Linked DNA regions of Mus musculus: all the other regions are linked to region 2. A link is a contact called in public HiCAR-type and promoter capture Hi-C data. All regions are on one chromosome and are shown on one strand. Each heading gives the region's core, a stretch centred on a gene start, on an enhancer-like site or on the middle of the called end of the contact. The rest is flanking DNA. Distances are from core to core; before and after follow the strand shown. Region 1 has its middle 9.3 kb from the start of Gm35135. Region 2 holds the start of Dtd2 (D-tyrosyl-tRNA deacylase 2). Region 3 has its middle 33 kb from the start of Gm35071. Region 4 has its middle 6.9 kb from the start of Gm35071. Region 5 has its middle 43 kb from the start of Gm40423.

Region 1 (3,752 bases), core at 1,155-3,654, 470 kb after region 2:
GAAATCATTGTGGAAAGAAAGAAAGAAAGAGAGAGAGAGAGAGAGAGAGAGAGAGAGAGAGAGAGAGAGAGGAAGGAAGGAAGGAAGGAAGGAAGGAAGGAAGGAAGGAAGGAAGGAAGGAAGAGAGAGAAAGAAGTCATCGCGAATCTGAAGTACAAGGTCAGCAGAAAGCATTTTTAATAATTGTTAATGAATGAGAGTGAGGTCAACACAGTATGCATGCACTTTAATTTTGTGCCTTGTTAAATTTCTGTTTTAATAATTGGGACTGATTATTTATACTATGATTTCAGGATCTATCTGGGAATCCTTAAAACATGGAATCAGGTACATTTTGCTAGTTGCATTTGTTGCAATGCGCATCTATGCCCCCTTCTTTCTTTTAGAATGTTAATTATGACATGCTCTGGATTAACTTTCTTCATCAAGTCTTTATTATAGTTTGGTTGAAAAAAATGAACCACTTTAATATTGAAAATATTTGGCAAATAAGCCCATCAAATACATTTCACGAAATTTCTCGTTGAGTTATCTCGGATATAATTGTAAAGAGATTGAGCACGTCGAGAAGACATTTGTCTCCTTGGAATTTTAAGTCCTTTCTGAATTATACTAAACAATGGAGTCAGAAGAGGAAAAAAATTGCCTCAAATCTAATTATCAAAAAGCAATTTATCTTGTATGAGCATCTCAATCCTCATATCCCCGAAGCCACCCTCCTAGCTCCCTCCTGTCTGAGATATGGATTTTTGTGTGTGTTATCATTTGGAGAAACCTCTTAGCATATGGTGGGGATGGGGGTAGTAATGCAGATTTACCAATTTTATGCAATTGCTTAGCAATATGCTTGCCTGCAGCAGAGTTAGTGGAATGGTAGAAGCCTGGCCTGGTTTTACTGTGTGTGAGTCCTTTCCTGTCTGCAGCAACTCAAGTGGCCCAGAGCTGTTTATGTGACAGAGTTAGGGGGGTTTCATTGGCCTCCGCTTCCACTTTTGCAGAGAGCTTTCAAATTGTAGGCACTCAGAATAAGTGGTATCATTAGTGGGTATAAAATGTCCTAAGGGTATGGGAGGGGTTTGAGCTTCAGTACTTCATGAAGAGGGGCTAATGTAGAGGCTCAGGTGTCCAAGGACGCTTGGATCCTGTAGTAACGCTGCAAGGTAACCTTGGCTAAATCACTTGACCTTCAGCACCTTTGCAATTAGGTAAACAAGTTCATTTGACCTCTACTGCGATACTGCAGGTTGCTGGGCAATGTTTGCCAGGCACACTGACATCTTATTAGAGCATGATTTTAGGGAAGGTTTGCAGGAGAGTAGTTCACATAGGCATTTCCACATCTAAGATCCTGTGTAATTGCATGTGTCACAGAAGACATCACCTGAAGATATCACTGGCAGAATAATTGTTTTGTTTCTCTTTTTTGAAAGGTGGAAATGGTCTGGCTCTTTAGAAATTTGATCTTTTGCAACTAAAGTTACAATTGCATGTATAGTTTAATCAGTATTTCAGAGCTTAGGTTCATGTTATTTTTCTCATCAAATAATGACTCGTCAAGGCAAAACAGTACTAATCTGAGTTTCTCCTATGCTGTCACTGTTGGATACTATTGGGCTTCCATATTCGTTGGAAGGTAAACGATACAGTCTATGTTGGTGCTGTCCAACCCTGAAAATGGCTAGTGCAAATGAAAAGCATCATTTTAAACTTCATTTTATCCGATTCACTTACATTTAAAAATAATCAAATGGCAAGTTGGTACATGCCTATAGTTCTCCTAATTTGGGATGCTGGGGCAAGAAGATTGCCACAATTTGAGACTAGCCTGAGCTACAGAGTTAGACCATGTCTTGAGAAACAAATAACTAAACCCAATAAAGCAAAGGATAATTAAAATGTAAGTAACCATATATCTTAACTGGTGGTAAAATAAATGTCCGTAGAATTATTAGTGATCATCTATTCTTTTAGATCCTGAGTCTTAGGCTGAGTCTCATTGGATAGAGGACGAGAAGATGAAAAGAGAAGGGAAGATATACTTGGGTGAGGGAATCAGAGAGCAGTGAACTAGAAGCAAGAAGAACCTGGTTCTGTTACTGAGCAGGTAGGCAGTCCCCTTGGTGTGAATTGAAAGTCCCTATGACAGGCAAAGAGGTAAGAACAGGTTCAGGGAGGCTAATCAATGTTTCTGATATTATACAACTAACAAGCAGCAAGCCAAGCTTTAGGACTTTAGAAGACAGCTTTCTTTCAGATGCCAGGTTTCCCAACAGCTCGCTTCACCAAGATGGTTAGGAATCTGGATGCTGGATTTACGCAACTTTAGTTGATGGCCGTGATCATCTCTAAATTGAGAGCTGAAAGGTGCATCATCCAAAAGTTCTAGGATTGTGAAAGAAATTCTGCAGAGCTCCTAACAGTTCCTGGCTTGTAATAACAGTTCAGTCAGCTTTGGGCCAGGCTTATTAAGTCAGAACTAGACCAGAGAAACAACAGAGTAGGCGTTAGTCAATCAACCCAGCTTTTAAAGTGAGGACTGCCTTGCTGAAACTCTTACAGAGAATAAAGGGAGGGAGAACCCACGAGTGGAGCAAGTCTGGAATCTAGAGGCCTCTGAAAAGCACTTGCACTCTTGACCAGGTCTATGAACTCACATGAACAGATAGAAACAAAATGACTTTCTTTTCTTCTAAAAAAAAACCAAAAAACAAAAAACAAAAGCAATGCAGGCTGTCTTAGATAGAAGACTGTCTTGAAAGCAGCTAGGAGGATGGTCTGAAAGCCCACCCCCTACAGTGACGCACTTCCTCCAACAAGGCCACACCTCCCAACAGTGCCACTCCCTATGGGTCCTATTCAAACCACCACACAGGCTAATCCGGGATTATTTTAAAATCTCAGAAAGAGACTGGGAAGCAGATTTAGTCTGCTGAAATACACATTAAGGCGATGATTGATGTTCATATGTTGGTATACACCGTTCCAGTTTTCTCTGTTTTTATCCGTGTGTGCCAGCTCACTCTTTATATGTACATCAGGGACCTAGAGAACTTTCATACTTTGGGGTTGTTACTTTGACACACAGTTACTTTGTTGTCAAAATTGACATTCATGGCTTTATCTTCAGCCCCTCTCCAAGGTCTTAGTCCCAGCCCCAACAGTGGGTCCACCAACATTTTTTTCCACCACAACCAACAGGGTTCCATTGCTCCTCACACCAACTAGTACTTTATCTGTGCTTTAAACTTCTGTAATGAGTATGTAGCTGTATGTAAGTATAGTTTTAATAAGCATTACCCTAATAACTAATGTTGTTGTTACCCTCCATTTATCTTTAATCAGAGAACATTTTACTTATTTTCTATTCATCTGCATTTTTATTGTCTACTGTTGTGTGTTTGCTAAGACCTTCAGTAGGATGCTAAGTGGAGTGGTGAGAACAGACTTCCTTATCATATTCTTGCTTATAGGGAGAAAAAAGTCTTTTCTTTCAGCATTTAATATGATTCTAGCTCAAGGTCTAGTGTAGGTGCTCTTTATTGCCTAGAGACATTTTATTTATTCATTCATTTATTCATTTATTGGTTACTGAAAGCATTGTGCATAAATATTGAGATGAGCATATCTATCGATAGATTTTTCAGTATTCAGCCAGTCTAGTATTCCTAGGATAAATCTTTGTCATGATATGCTATCTTATTATATGTGTTGTATTTGATTTGTTGTGTGTACTTAAAGAAGATAATATAGTA
Region 2 (3,300 bases), core at 534-3,033:
ATCCCACCGAGACCAACGCAGTGTGGTTTTGGATATTTTGGTTCCGTTGCTCATGAGCAGTTCTTTCTTTGCTCCTTTACTTGTTCCACATCATAATGAGTTTCAGCATCCCACTCTCATGCCCCGCTCGCTGGGAGAGGGGAGAAAACACATACCCATTTTGGGGAGAAGGTCTGTGTCAGCTCCCTTGAAGAAACACACATAGATCACCAATCCTCTCCGAATCTGTGAGAAATGACCACAGGAATCTCAGGTTAGGAAGGAGTCTACAGAGACACAGCTCAGTGGGAAGCGCTCCACAGTGTCTACAAGCACTTGGGTTAAAAGCTAAGGAAATAAGGAGAGTCTTGAATTCTAAATAAATTATGAGAAACAAAATAATCCTTGCCAAGTCTTAAGCACCATGCTTATTTACAGTCAAAAGGGGTGAAGATTACAAACCATGCCTGCATTTATTTCTACTGAGCCAGCAGTTTTCAGACAGCCTCCCCCAAATTCTGCCAGGCCCACAGAAAGTTACAGGCTGATTTATTCAACATCAAATGATCCTCCTTTTCCCACATGGGGCTGTTGAATAAGCAACAGTGTTAGTAGTGTCCTCTGATGTTACTTTGTATTTTCCCCTAAGTCATTTAAACAGAGTGGTATTTCTACATGGGGTCTTGTCTTATTTTTACAAATTCCAGGAACTGTTCAGTTGCTTTTTCTGTTACCGTGGTCAATGCCTGAAGAAAACCCAATGATTGGGCTTTGAAAATTACATTTATGATAAGTTCTGTAGGAAAAGGTTGGTTGTTATCAGGAATATACACCTTCTCATTTTACATAATGACTTGAATATTTGTTTACTAGTTCCTGTAAGACAGTCTACAAGAAAATAAACAAGTGATAAATGACTTCGTTGCTACCACTGAGGGAATCGATTGTATGTTAATTTCCTTGGCTCACTTGATTCAGAAGCCACCACAAAGATTAAATGAATTAATAACTGCAAACTGCTTAAAACAGCGCTGAGCTCACAGTAAATACAACCCAGGTGTTTATCAAATGCTACATAAAAATAAATGGGAAGGCAGACACACAGTTATATTTCATGCTTTAACTTCCAAAGCTTTATACATGTTTGAGACTCAATTTAACTGTTAGCGACATTACGTTCAGCTATATCTTTCTGGTTCTAATGGTTTTCTGTGTAAATATAGCTAGCTCTGCACTCATACTTGAATTACCTGGGAAAAGATTTTTGTTTAACTATGTGCACTTGTGTGTCTGTGTACAACGGCAGGTGTCTGTCCCGCCTAGAGGAGGCCATCAGATCCGACCGAGCTGGAGTTACAGGTGGTGGTGAGCAGCCCCGCATTGCGGGATAATGGAATCTAAGGATCTACTGGCGGTGAGATTCCCTGAAAATTCTGAGAAGCGAGATGGCTCACGCTGTTACCTCAACACTTAATATACTAAGGCAGAAAGATCATCCGCAGGCTGAGAGCTGCAGAGCGAACCAGTGGGGCACAGGCCACCACCAGACGCCAAGTCCAAAGAGACAGCTAGGCAGCCCACTAAAGTGGGCAGACGGAAAGGGACAAGCTCTTCATCTCACGAAAGATGACAGGAAGACCGGCACGGTTCCGCGGATAGGGCCGGGCGTTACCTCCACCCACTGCGCCGCGGCGTCTCCATCGGCCGGGCGCACTTGCAGGCGAGCGTGCAGGCACTGCTGCAGGAGCGCACGAGCCTGGGCCACACGACCACCGTCCGCCATGGCGCGGGTCCGCACTGCGCATGCTCGGGTAGGCGCCTCCCACTGCTCGTGGCCCCACCTAAGTGGGCGGGGCCTCCGCCTGGCTCTCCGGAGTCCCGGATGTGGAATTGACCAGCTTTGGAGCTTTGAAGCTTCAGTCTCTTGGAGGGTTTTTGTTTAGAGATCTCTGTCTCTCCTTCTCTCCCTCCTTCTTTAACCTAATCTCATCCTCGAATGCCTCGTTTTTAGTTTTGTTTTTGGAGGTAGGGTCTCATAGAGTCGGGGTTGGTCGCAATAACCACATAGCTGAGGCTGACCTTGAACTGAACTCCTTCTCCCAATTGCAGGAATTACATGTGTGCCCGCCCACAGCCCCACCCCACCCCATCCTGCTCTGCTACCTGCTTCATAGCTTTTGAAGAAATATTTTTCATTTCAGAAAGCTTAGGTTTCCAGGTATTGGAAAGAATGTAAGTCAGAGTTAAATCCATTCTATATTTATTATAAAGACATAACTAGAATGAGATCAATTGATCTCAAAGCAGGCAGAGAGGGAACTTAACCTGTGGGTGGGGGACAGATGCAACTATAGAAGGGAGCACCTAAGATGTGGGACCCCGATTTAGAGCATTTCTCCCTGGAAGGTAAAGCCCCTGGGACGTTCCCCAAGCTTGTTTTCCCTGATCTCTAAAAATACAGCCAGAAAGAAGCTCTTTGTTCACTATAGCCAGCAAAAAGCCTTTTTGTTTCTATACTTTACAACCAGAGATGCCTGCCTTCCTGTGCCGAGGACACGGGAGATAAAAATTCAGAAAGAACTCACTCCTCACTCCTGCCTTGTAAATTTCACCAAGGACACCTGGAAGAGAAGAACTCTCCTCCCAACTCCTTCCAACTCCTCCCAACTCTTCTCAACTCCTCCCAACTCTTCTCAACTCCTCCCAACTCTCCTCCCAACTCCTCCCAATTCCTCAGCTAGCTGTTAAAAGCCCCCTACTGTCACTGCTCAGGGTCAAACTCCCCTGCCCTGCATGGCAGAGGGACTTTGTCCTCAGCTAACTGATAATAAAACCTCTTGCAGTTTGCATCAGGTGTGGTTTTCTCTCGGGTCACTGGGGTGCTGGCCAGCTCATCCCGGGACTTGAGTGGCGGCCCAGCTTCGGTGTCTTACAAAGACTATTGGGAAACACAGAGATTTACATTTTATTTATAACAGTAGCAAAATTACAGTGATAAAGTAGCAATGAAAATCATTTTATAGCTGGGCAGTGGTGGCACACACCTTTGATCCCAGCACTCCAGAGGCAGAGGCAGGCGGATTTCTGAGTTCGAGACCAGTCTGGTCTACAGAGTGAGTTCCAGGACAGCCAGGGATATACAGAGAAACCCTGTCTCAACCCCCTCCCCCCCCCAAAAAAAGGTCATTTTATGGTTGGGGGTTATGACAACCTGAGGAACTGGGTTGCAGCTTTAGCAAAGCTTAGAAACACTGAATTAAAAGTTAGAAATCTTTCAAAATATATCTTGCCCACAGTCTTAGGGTTTTACTGTTATGAACA
Region 3 (3,381 bases), core at 418-2,917, 410 kb after region 2:
TTTTCATGTGTTCTGGCTGCTATGGAATAAGCAGTTTGCTTCGACTGAAATCCTTCCACCATAAAATCCTACTTGCCCACAGGCCCAAGTGACCCCACTAAGACCTCTGAAAATACAAGGAAGCTAAATCTCTCTGTATCTAAGTTACCTTTCTTGGGCATTTTGTCACAACCATAGGATGCTGACTGCCTCAGGTTTGTATATTAGGCAAGGCAAAGAGATGCAGTTAAAACTTACAAACGCATGCTGTTAAAAACCCATGGAATCAGTTATACTTCCCCATGTCCCTAGCTGATCCTCTGCACGCCCCCCATGCAGGGGTTCTCAGGGGTACAACCATGTTAGGGTCACTGCAGCACTAAATGAGGACCACAACACTGGCTCTTAATTCTAGTTTGACTAATTCCTTTGCGGCCTCCCAGCCTCTTGCTTCATTTCTCCAATCCGTAGACAGTATTGAAGGTCTTAGCCCTTACTTCTTCTCAAAAATATCATTACAGAAACTAATGAGATCATACTCATAAGAGGATTTGATTTCTTCGTTGTGGCAAAACATCAAAGAATGAAAATCCACCCAGCGATTGTTGCCATAATAATCATAGTCAACAATAGGACTTCTGAAGAGAGAAGCAATCTCCCACTCTTTCTGTGATTGTGAAGTAAATCCCGAGGCAAGAAGTTGGTGAAGAAATGAAAGCCGGCCTGGCTGTAACTTAGCACCTGGCCTTCCTTTGAAGGGAGGTGGAGTCAGGAGGCTCTCACAAGCTCCTCACCCACCCTGTAGCCACACTCCCCCTCACTGACCTCCTGAGAAAGCCCCACAGAAGCCAGCCTTGTCCTCAGCAATGCTTTCTCATTGAGTGGGGGTGGGGGTGGTGTGAATGGTGGCATTTGGTCTAATGGCAGGACAGCTGAGGCTGAACAATCTCTTGCTGTGCCTGGATCCTAGCGTAGAAGACAGGGAGTGTTGTCCACACCAGACTCGAATAGTGTTAAGTGTTGATAGGAAATATCAGTGGAATAGAGGCTGCGGTTTTGCAGGTTCTGCGTGCGTGGTCTGTGCTTATGGGCAGAGAGCGTCAGACATGGTGGGGCAGAAATATCAGGCTTTGCTGCACCGGTGCTAATGCTTGCCATGAAAGCAAAAGCTAGGGGCAAGGAGGCAAGCACGTATCATAAAAGTAATTAATTGTTCTACTTTTTAATGGTCTGCCCAGACTGGCTTTTTAAAAAAAAAATGAATCATACAGACTGGACCATGATGCCAGACAGATAGCCCATTGGGACTTAAAAGAACGAGTCCCTGCTATAAATCACGATAATGAGTTCGTTTTTAACCTGGTTTACGAGATTGAGAAGAATAGCATCACACTCTTTCCTTCCCCCTGAACCTCTCACTGCCTTGAATGCTTTTCAGAATTCAGGGACTAACATTTCCTTTCAGAAACTCTTTCCAAGTTTGAGTGGCTGTTGTTTTACCAATCAGGTCTTTCTCCAAAGATGGTCTTAGCACATGATTTTCATGACTCAGCGGAAACCAAACAAGCCCCCATTGTTGGCTTTGTTTTCCCCACCAGCATTATTGACAAGCTCTGCCTAACTCTTGGGAAAAGGTCTGTTGTCTGACCAAGCTACTATGGAAACCCGATCCAGGCCGGTTAGAAGCCTAATGCCTTCCCTCTTGAATCTGTGAAGAATTTCGAGGGCGGTCAGACTCAGCTCAGAGAATATTCATCAGGGCAGAGGGTACGGCTTGTTCACACCACCCCACTCTTCATCTCAAATCAGCTGTGCAAACAGACTCACTGGCCCAGGGGGGAAGGCGGCACTGCCCGGAGGTCACTGTAAGTCACAGAGGTTTCATTTATTTTATTTCTACATCATTCTGACTAGACAGGGACAGAGACGTGGACAAACAAGAGCTCGGCTTCTTTTTTTAAAATGTAAAGGGAATTTCCCCTTTGAAAACTGACTGGTAGAAAAATACTGTAGCCAACTGCTCCATACCAGGAAATGGATCCTACAGGTTTGAAAGAAGGGACAGGAAATACAGTCATTTTTCACTCTCCTATGAGATGCCACACACACATACACACACACATACACACACACACACACACACACACACACACACACACACACACACTTTAGAAATCGACCTGAGGAGGAGAATACTCTGAAGAGAGACTCTTTGTTTGTGCTTGGAAACCTTACTGCCAGGTCCAGAGAGAAGTTCCAAGAATGTTCTGGCTATGTCTTCTGAAGGCCTCCCCTCACGAATTCCTTAGGCATTTCCCTGCTCACTGTTGAGGATTCTAGGGCTTTTAAAGGGTAGAAGTAGGCTTTGCTGCCATTACCTTTATACGTAAAACTCATCTCAGTAAAGCAAGTATTATAAAACGTACCACGCAGTTATTCATCATTACTGGCAATTCATATATACTTACCCTTTATGACTGAGCAGAGCTAGCTCTCGTGGAACATAGACCATGGCATGTTGTGTGTGACTACTTGACAACTAGTGTACTGGCTGGTTTTATGTGTAAACTTGACACAGGCTGGGGTTATCACAGAGAAAGGAGCTTCAGGTAAGGAAATGCCTCCATGAAATCCAGTTGTAAGACATTTTCTCAACTAGTGATCAAGCGGGGAGGGTCCCTTGTGGGTGGTGCCATCCCTGGGCTGGTAGTCTTGGCTTCTATAAGAGAGCAAGCTGAGCAAGCCAGGGGGAGCAAGCCAGTAAGGAACATCCCTCCATGGCCTCTGCATCAGCTCCTGCTTCCTGACCTGCTTGAGTTCCAGTCCTGACTTCCATTAGTGATCAACAGCAATGTAGAAAGTGTAAGCTGAATAAATCCTTTCCTCCCCAACTTGCATCTTGGTCATGATGTTTGTGCATGAATAGAAACCCTGACTAAGACAACTAAGAAAGCAGGGGTCTTCAGGTGAGGGATGGTCTGAGTGACATGATTGCGTTTTGTTTTTTTTTTTTTGGCAGAATACAGAACCTGAGGGAATGCAGGTGATGATGGTACAACCTGCCCAGTATCCCAAGTAACTAAAAGAACTCAGCACACAGACACTAGCTCTCATCCACACCAACATTTCTAACTTTTTCCAGCCAGATCTTTTATGAGAGATGGATGTCTTTCCTCTATTATTTTGCTCTAGCTTTATAGATGGTGACATTAATGTTAAGAAGAAGAGGAGAAGGAAGAGGAAGAGGAAGGAGGAGGAGGATAAAGGGATGAGGAAGAGGAAGAGGAGGAGGAGGAGGAGGAGGAGGAGGAAGAAGAAGAAGAAGAAGAAGAAGAAGAAGAAGAAGAAGAAGAAGAAGAAGAAGAAGAAGAAGAAGAAGAAGAAGAAGAAGAAGAAAGAGGA
Region 4 (3,600 bases), core at 509-3,008, 430 kb after region 2:
GCCAAGTTTCTCAGTGTCACTCAGACAAGACAAGCTGCAAAGAAGACTCTGAGACCAGCCTAGATGCCTGGAGGAAGGTTAGACCAACTGAGGCACCTGAAAAGGACACTCTCCAACCTGTTGACCCACCCGCAGACTGTGTGGCGAGCTCCAGCTTCCTAGCTTTTATGAGTGTTTATCCATGCTTGGATGGGCCTTGGTGATACATCTGGCTTTGAGTCATTTCTTCTCCAGTAAGTAACCCCTCACCTATACTCCAGTAAGTGAGATGAATAAAACTCACTGGTTCCCCAAGTTGGATGTTAGTGGTATCTGTACTTTGGTCTGTCATGAGTTCCTTATCTGGGATGAGTAGAAGTATGTGCTGCATCTCCTCAGGAAATGCTTTGTCACACAACATTTGGCCTGTGATCTTTGGAGAAAGGACATGTGTTCTATCACTAATCATCTGTGTGACCTTGGGCCACACAGAAGCTTCAGCTTCTTTGTGAATAATGATAATGCTCTAGTATTGCTGAGAGATAAAATTATTTAGTAAAGGGTATAGCCATTTCTATTATCATCAATAATAACATTCCCTACTTGGTCATAGTCTCCCAAGTACAAGAGTTTATGCCTTTATCTTCTAGAGCTCAGCACATAGGATGCTCTCCTTTTAGGTCTACTGGATGATTTTGCAGTGGTAGCTGATGGTGAGGGGGTAGCTGATCCTCTTGGGGTAATGACTGGGCCTAGAGAAAGCTAAGGTCCAACAGTGATATAGACTGTAACTCTCTACTAGAGTTGACCTATTCTGTGTTCAGGGAGAAGCCTTTTGTATGAATGGTTAGGATAGGAAGTACTTCTGGAGAAGATGGAGTGATTAGTCTGTGCGTTCCTTTAGAAGCCTGGTTCTGATGGGAAAGTGTTTTCTAGGAAAAGCTCCTAGATAAAGATCCCACACGTAAGCACTTAACACTGGGCGTTAAAAATGTGGCTGCTGGTCAGCTTGCCAGCCTTCTCCATCTGCACTGCCTTCCCTGGGCTCCAGGACTGGGGTTCCTCATGGGGCCCTTATATACCCACGCTGTGCTTACGTATGCTGTCTGTTCTTGGGGCTCAGGCATCTAAAGGCACTCCTGAGAGAGGACTCCTCTGTGCCAACAGCTAACTTTGCTAGCAGTAAGGCTGTGGCCATGTGTGAGGAGAAGGAGCTACATGGCTTCTCAGGCTCCTTTCCAGCCCTTTGAATACAACAACAAAAAATCCAGGGGTGGGAGAAAAGAAAGGAGGAAGGCAACAGGGAGAGGAGAGAAGCCAAGAATGGTGGGCTCACACCTGTGATCCTAGCACTCAGAGGGCTGAAGCATGAGGGCTGCCAGGAGTTCAAGGCCATCCAGGGCTGCATGGATTCAGATAGAGGGGCGAGAGGCGACGGAGGGACAGAGCAAGGGCAAAGAGAAGAGAGACTCAGTAATACTGCTCCCTTTTAAATTAGCATAGTGAGGCAGTGGAGAGGTAGCTGCTGACTTGGAAATCGTTCAGACAGCAATATATCCACTGGCTCATTAGAAATGTCACTGAGCCCAAGAGTGACAGCAATCCAGTGATACAAATACAGTATTCAGATGACTTTCTCAAGGAATGAAACTGGCTTGCCTCTGACATAGTAGACTTCAGGACCAAAAGAAGGAGGCATTCATATGGTATGGTAGCAAAAACACAGCTAAGGAGAAAGCCTGGTTATGAAACAAGAAGGACAAGCAGAAATGCCTAGCAGGAGTTTAGACATCTGGGCTCTCATCCAGGATCTGCTACTAGCTAATGTGTGACCTTGGGTGACTCAGTGCATTTATTTGGGCCGATTTTTTTTTAATATGGAGAATTCCCATCAGCTTTACTAAGACAACTTACTAAGGCATATAAGTATGTACAGGTGAAATGTCAAAGAGAATGAATACACTATATCCTTTAACTGTCTTTGGACACTAGACTTCTGACCCATGTTAGTTCATATCCATCAATGTCAGTGAGTTACACATCAGTTCTTTCAAAAAACGTTTCCTACCATGAAAACTGTTCTACTGCCCTAGGAAAACACACACATCCTAGCTGTGCCACCGAATTCAGACCATGATTTCTAAGAGTAATTTGGTCACACAGGTATTTAACAAGCGTGTTTAGTACCATCTGTGCCCTCCGTGTGGTCTAAAGATAGTAACAATTAAGACCACTGCACTTAAGAAACCCACACAAGATGACAGCCCAGTAAATCAACATGAGCAGCATGTTGGAACCTGTCCCAGGAACTGACCTGCACATGCATATCAAAGTGAGCCTTTGTATGACTTCTTCAGTGGAAGGCTGCTAGTCTAGGCTGGGCATACCTGACGTAGCAACCCTTCCTTATTTCAGCCAAGTTTGCAATGGCTAACTTGAATCATGGCTAAAATAATATCCCATATCCTCTGTCCAGGGGGGCAGTGACATTGTAAAGCAGAATTTCTACCAAAAGTCTGAAAAGACAAGGTGTGTGATCCATAAGAGCTTTGGAGAGGATGCTAAGCTCTCCCTTTGTGGTAGGCCCATCCATTGCATTCCATGTCCTGAGATGCAGGGACTGGGGGTGATGACTGGAGCCCAAAGTTTGGAATGTGTTAGGGTAGATGTTCATGTTTGCATCTCTGATTCCCCAGGGATATTTATTATCAGCTTTCTGGTCTCTGTGTATTGCAAAAGCCCAGATACTTTAACTTGAGGGGTACCTAAGAAGCCAGTTAGAATTTGATCATCAGAATCATCACAATGAGGAAAATGTGTGGATAAAAGTATTGGAAACATTATGCAAGAGGGTTATTTTCTTTTCTTTAGTGCCTTCAACATTAGCCTTTAAGTCACTAACCTGGTGTGTGTCTGTGGTGGTGGTCATAGGGGCTTCTCAATTTTCCTTTCCTAGGCTGGATGAGAACCGATAATCAGGAATGGCTGTAATCTGTCAGTGGGGTACTGTGGTAGCAGCAACCCCAGTCCTCAGTAGTTCTGGTTGACAGGCATCTCAGCAACCTTTGCACAAGAAATTTATACCAAGTCTTCTAGGAAACTGGGAGAAAGAGATTTGAGGGAGAAATATCTCTCCAATACAAAACTGCAAGAGCTATGCGGTCCCTGGGAGAAAATTTATTCTTAAGGGAAGAATAATTCTGGCATAGCAAGCTGGGCTTAGCAACAGGCCTTAAGGATCAAAAGGAGTAATGAGCCTTGGTTCAGCACAGAGGCTGTTATTTGAACCCATCCTGGCCCAATTATCTTGGTGTCTTATGCTAGCCCTAGAGAGAAGAATAAATAAGCCTGGAAAAACAGTACCACCAACACTGCAACACGCAGAGCCCAAGCAACTCCCCCGCAGAACAAGTCTTCTCCCCTAAAGAGCACAACTCCAGGAAGGCACCACTTCCTTCAGTACAGCGCTTTGCACGGTGACTCAGGCACTACCTACAGCAGAGCATTGGAGTCGAGGTATTATAAGCCTGGAGGGGCGGGCATATCAGGACAGGGTACACAAGGAAGCCTTGTCACAATGAACGCAGTCCCAGAGGACTCACAAACACTTCTGAAAGCCTC
Region 5 (3,377 bases), core at 268-2,767, 310 kb after region 2:
ATGCAGAAAACATGGTCTGGTAAGCTAATGATAAATAGATTCACAACTGCCTAGTTGAGGATTTCAGTTCTCATCTTACCATCATCAATGGAGAAGAACAAGTCACCAGTGAGCATTAAAGAGCTGAGTCACTAACTCAGCACTTACGGGCCACTCTGGTCCCAAACAGCAAAATGCGCGTTATGTTCTTACACAAGCCGAACACTTATCACGGTGGAGAATAACCTCCTATAGCACAATTCTGTTCTCAATTCCAAATTCCCCAGGAGTCAAAAGGAAGAAAGACGTATTCATAAAGCATGCTGAACTGACTAGACATGATCCACCTTCGTGAGGTGCAGAGGGAAATTTATGATACTCTTTATATTTGAAAGGAAGACAGATGTATCAAGGAAGTGAGCTTCTATCTTAGTGACCTAGAGACAGTGCAAATTAAGCCCAAAGCGGGGCGGGGGGGAGGGGGTGAAATGGAGAGGAGAAGCTATAGGGGAAATACTGAGATCAAATGCTGGCATTTTGAAAATATGAACAAAATCAATAAGCTGTAGTCAGATTTATTAAGAAGAGAGAGGACAAAAATCACCCAATCAGAAAAGAGAGGACAAAAATCATCCAATCAGGAACGAGTGAGGCGGTGCCAAAGTCCTACAGTTAATTAAAAACACATTAGGAACTGTTAGCAATTTTACACCCGTAAATCTAGCAACTTGGTGAACTATCCATACCGTGAAAGAAGTGATCAAAGCACTTTCCAGAAATAAATAACCTGACCAGTGTAAGCTACAGAAGTACAACTTCAAACTTCAGGCCTAGATGCCTTCACTGGCAAGCCTTCCCAACAGTAAAGGAAAAAACAGGGCTAGTTCTAGACAAACGATTCAGACAGCAGATAAGAGAGCAGATCCTAGCTCGTTTATGAAGCTGTCATTGACCTGACACTCAAGCCTGTCACAGACAGATTCAGCCAAATACTTCTCATTAATACACACAAATTCTGTAGACAGGACAGGGCCAGAAAGATGGCTCAGCTGGTAAAGTCCTTGCCTCACTAGCCTAACAACCAGGGTTCAATCCCTGGACCCCAAATAAAGGACGGACACCACAGAGTTACCTTTCACCTCTACACTGTGGAATCTCTCCTCCAGTACACGCATTATAAAAAAATTAATAATGATAATGTGATGAGTAAGTATAACAACTGTAATAAACCTTAGCAAAAATCTTTAGTTGATTCCAGAGGGGAATCTCTTCTCCAAATAGAGGCATATGACAGTAATGGTTAATATTAATTTTCAACTAGGATCTAGTTGGGAGATCGGCCTCTAGGCCTGCCTGTGAGAGAGTATCTTCATTCATTTAATTGAAGTGGGAAGGCAGCCCCCTGTGGGTATGCCATTCTCAGTCTGGGCTCCTGGCCTATGGAGGAGGAAAGCGAAGCCGCACGAATAGCAGCACGCATTTATGGCTCTCTGTGCCTCGACTGTGGTGCACTGTGACCGGCTTTTCACACTTCTGAACCTTGACTCTTTCAGCACGATGACTGGTTCCCCTGAACGGGAGCCAAATAACCCCTTTGTCCCCAAGTTACTCTATCATCACAGCAACAGGAAAAGAAACCAAGACAATAAACGAGAGTTTCTTTCATTTTTTTTTAAATGGGAATAGAAGGTTAGCCAATAGTTGAAAGCCAATCCATGCAAACAGCAAATTAAATTAAATAAAAGACCATGTTTATCTCAGTAGATATCACCAAAACATATGATGAAGAATCTTCATTTACAATATAAAAAATATCCTCAGCAATGTAGAAATAGAAGAGTCTCTGGAAATTTATTTTATTTTGAGTGTGTGTGATGTGGAGCAACAACTTATTTTCACATTTATTGCTTTTTTAATTATTTGGACTAAAGTTTCCAGACAGTACCAAGGCTTCATGGTTTATGTCTATAATCTCAGTATTTTGAAAGGTGAGGTAGGAGATTGCCACAAGTTTGAGTCTAGTCTGGGCTACCTAGCACATTCCAGGCCAGTAGGCTTCAGAGTGAGACTCTGCCTTAGAATTTTTTTCCTTAGCATATAGTGACCACAGAACTTCAAACATTTTCCTAATTTAAACAACATTTAAGCCCAGTCACCAGTTTCAGTTTCCTAGAAGAGCTTGAAAGCTTTGTTGAACTCAGATACCCAGCTCCTTAAAAACCGTGGGTCATGACCCCACATGGGGCCACATAACTAACTGTGAGTATTGCGAAACATTGGCAATTGGTAACAGATTCCTGAACATACAATGACCAGAAATTAATTCAAAATCAAGTAGGTAGCGAACCCCTGAGCATCTCGAGCCGTGTTTGCCTGTGCTGCACTGCAGTCTTGGTTCTGAATGGTGTGTGCACTTTGCATTGCATATGCCACTGCCCACACAGAGCCAGAATACGCTGCACAAAACATCATGCCCAGATTCTGGACTGCTATATGCTGAAATTAAAGTGATTTTACTATACATACAAAGGTTTCTGGTCTTAAACATTAATATTTATAAAGAGCAAAGACTTCATTATCATTCCTCAGCATGAATCAAGTTATTATTTCTTTGGATTACATCGTATTAGAATGATTTTTTTTAATTTCTATTTGAGTTGCTGACAAGTTTCATTTTTAAAAAGTTGAATGAATTTTGGCTTGAGATTAAGACAGAATTTCCAGTGGTTTCTGAAAGGGATCGCAACACACACATGCAATTTGTACCACATACTTGTGTCCTGTGTCGTCCTTAGCCCTGACAATTATAAATCAGATATTAATCAACTCTGAAAAATGTTGAAGATGCGTATGGTGGTTTGAATGAGAGACTCTTACAGTCATTTTTGAACGCTTGTTTCTCAGTTGGTGAAACCCTCTGGGAAGGGTTACATGTGGCCTTTTTGGAGGAGGTGTGTCACTTAGGGTAAACTTGAGGTTTCCAAAACCTTTGCCATTATCTCTGCCTCTCTATCTCATTATTGCTGCCTCAAGATGTAAGCTCTCAGCATTGCTTCAGCACCATGCCTGCCTGCTGTAATGCTCCCACCCTGATGGCCATGAACTAACCTTCCACAACTGTAAGCAAGCCCTTGATGAAGTGCTTTCTTTTGTAAGATGCTTTGGTCATGATATATCTTCACACCAGTAGAGCAGTGACTAAGACAATGCCCTATGTCCCAAAGTATCAGATATTCAGCCAATAATTCTTATAAAAATAGATGAATACAGCCACCACCTCATTCATATGTAAATTTACCTTAAAAATCTTTAAATGGTAAAATTATATGTATAGCAAAGAATTGTTTTAAAAACTTGTTTATTATGTGTTCTCAGTAAATGTCTGAGTACTTTTTATT

What was found. Promoter capture Hi-C pulls out the DNA fragments that hold promoters and counts their contacts. HiCAR-type assays count read pairs that join an accessible place to other places.
Region 1: a promoter capture Hi-C map of liver shows a contact between it and region 2. The contact joins the enhancer-like site here to the promoter of Dtd2 in region 2. A contact is called at or near these places in 5 of 39 promoter capture datasets (the 3T3-L1 cell line, cranial neural crest, liver and 2 more), 4 of 484 Hi-C or Micro-C datasets (bone marrow-derived macrophages, cerebellum and liver), 8 of 115 datasets of contacts at active chromatin or transcription factors (bone marrow-derived macrophages, embryonic basal ganglia, embryonic hindbrain and 3 more) and 1 of 9 other capture datasets (pancreatic islet).
Region 3: a contact with region 2 is called in a HiCAR-type map of astrocytes, with 2.7 times the contacts expected there. The contact joins the enhancer-like site here to the promoter of Dtd2 in region 2. A contact is called at or near these places in 7 of 39 promoter capture datasets (the 3T3-L1 cell line, 3T3-L1-derived adipocytes, embryonic stem cells and 2 more), 3 of 484 Hi-C or Micro-C datasets (the C2C12 cell line and embryonic stem cells) and 6 of 115 datasets of contacts at active chromatin or transcription factors (astrocytes, embryonic forebrain, embryonic limb bud and 2 more).
Region 4: a HiCAR-type map of kidney shows a contact between it and region 2, with 3 times the contacts expected there. The contact joins the enhancer-like site here to the promoter of Dtd2 in region 2. A contact is called at or near these places in 2 of 39 promoter capture datasets (the 3T3-L1 cell line and liver), 2 of 484 Hi-C or Micro-C datasets (liver and nephron progenitors), 4 of 115 datasets of contacts at active chromatin or transcription factors (embryonic stem cells, kidney and stem cell-derived neural progenitor cells) and 1 of 9 other capture datasets (embryonic stem cells).
Region 5: a contact with region 2 is called in a promoter capture Hi-C map of liver, with 2.2 times the contacts expected there. The contact joins the enhancer-like site here to the promoter of Dtd2 in region 2. A contact is called at or near these places in 4 of 39 promoter capture datasets (embryonic stem cells, liver, neutrophils and 1 more), 1 of 484 Hi-C or Micro-C datasets (liver), 4 of 115 datasets of contacts at active chromatin or transcription factors (embryonic stem cells and stem cell-derived neural progenitor cells) and 1 of 9 other capture datasets (embryonic stem cells).

The regions. Positions count from the first base shown.
Region 1 is chr12:52,469,472-52,473,223 of GRCm38.p6, forward strand. No RefSeq gene overlaps it. Among named protein-coding and RNA genes, the nearest start is that of Gm35135, 9.3 kb to the right of the region's middle. Within about 2 kb of position 2,405, at least 6 of the 459 cell types and tissues checked have an H3K27ac peak or open chromatin away from gene starts, as enhancers often do. A contact at or near this core is called in liver, where this site is marked.
Region 2 is chr12:52,004,724-52,008,023 of GRCm38.p6, forward strand. Dtd2 (D-tyrosyl-tRNA deacylase 2) reads right to left here and starts at 1,784. Exons shown (of 3, transcript NM_029545.3): 1 at 1,652-1,784; 2 at 156-225. The coding sequence starts at 1,762.
Region 3 is chr12:52,411,569-52,414,949 of GRCm38.p6, forward strand. No RefSeq gene overlaps it. Among named protein-coding and RNA genes, the nearest start is that of Gm35071, 33 kb to the right of the region's middle. Within about 2 kb of position 1,668, at least 67 of the 459 cell types and tissues checked have an H3K27ac peak or open chromatin away from gene starts, as enhancers often do. A contact at or near this core is called in astrocytes, embryonic forebrain, embryonic limb bud and 2 more, where this site is marked.
Region 4 is chr12:52,437,668-52,441,267 of GRCm38.p6, forward strand. No RefSeq gene overlaps it. Among named protein-coding and RNA genes, the nearest start is that of Gm35071, 6.9 kb to the right of the region's middle. Within about 2 kb of position 1,759, at least 26 of the 459 cell types and tissues checked have an H3K27ac peak or open chromatin away from gene starts, as enhancers often do. A contact at or near this core is called in kidney, where this site is marked.
Region 5 is chr12:52,317,099-52,320,475 of GRCm38.p6, forward strand. No RefSeq gene overlaps it. Among named protein-coding and RNA genes, the nearest start is that of Gm40423, 43 kb to the right of the region's middle. Within about 2 kb of position 1,518, at least 8 of the 459 cell types and tissues checked have an H3K27ac peak or open chromatin away from gene starts, as enhancers often do. A contact at or near this core is called in liver, where this site is marked.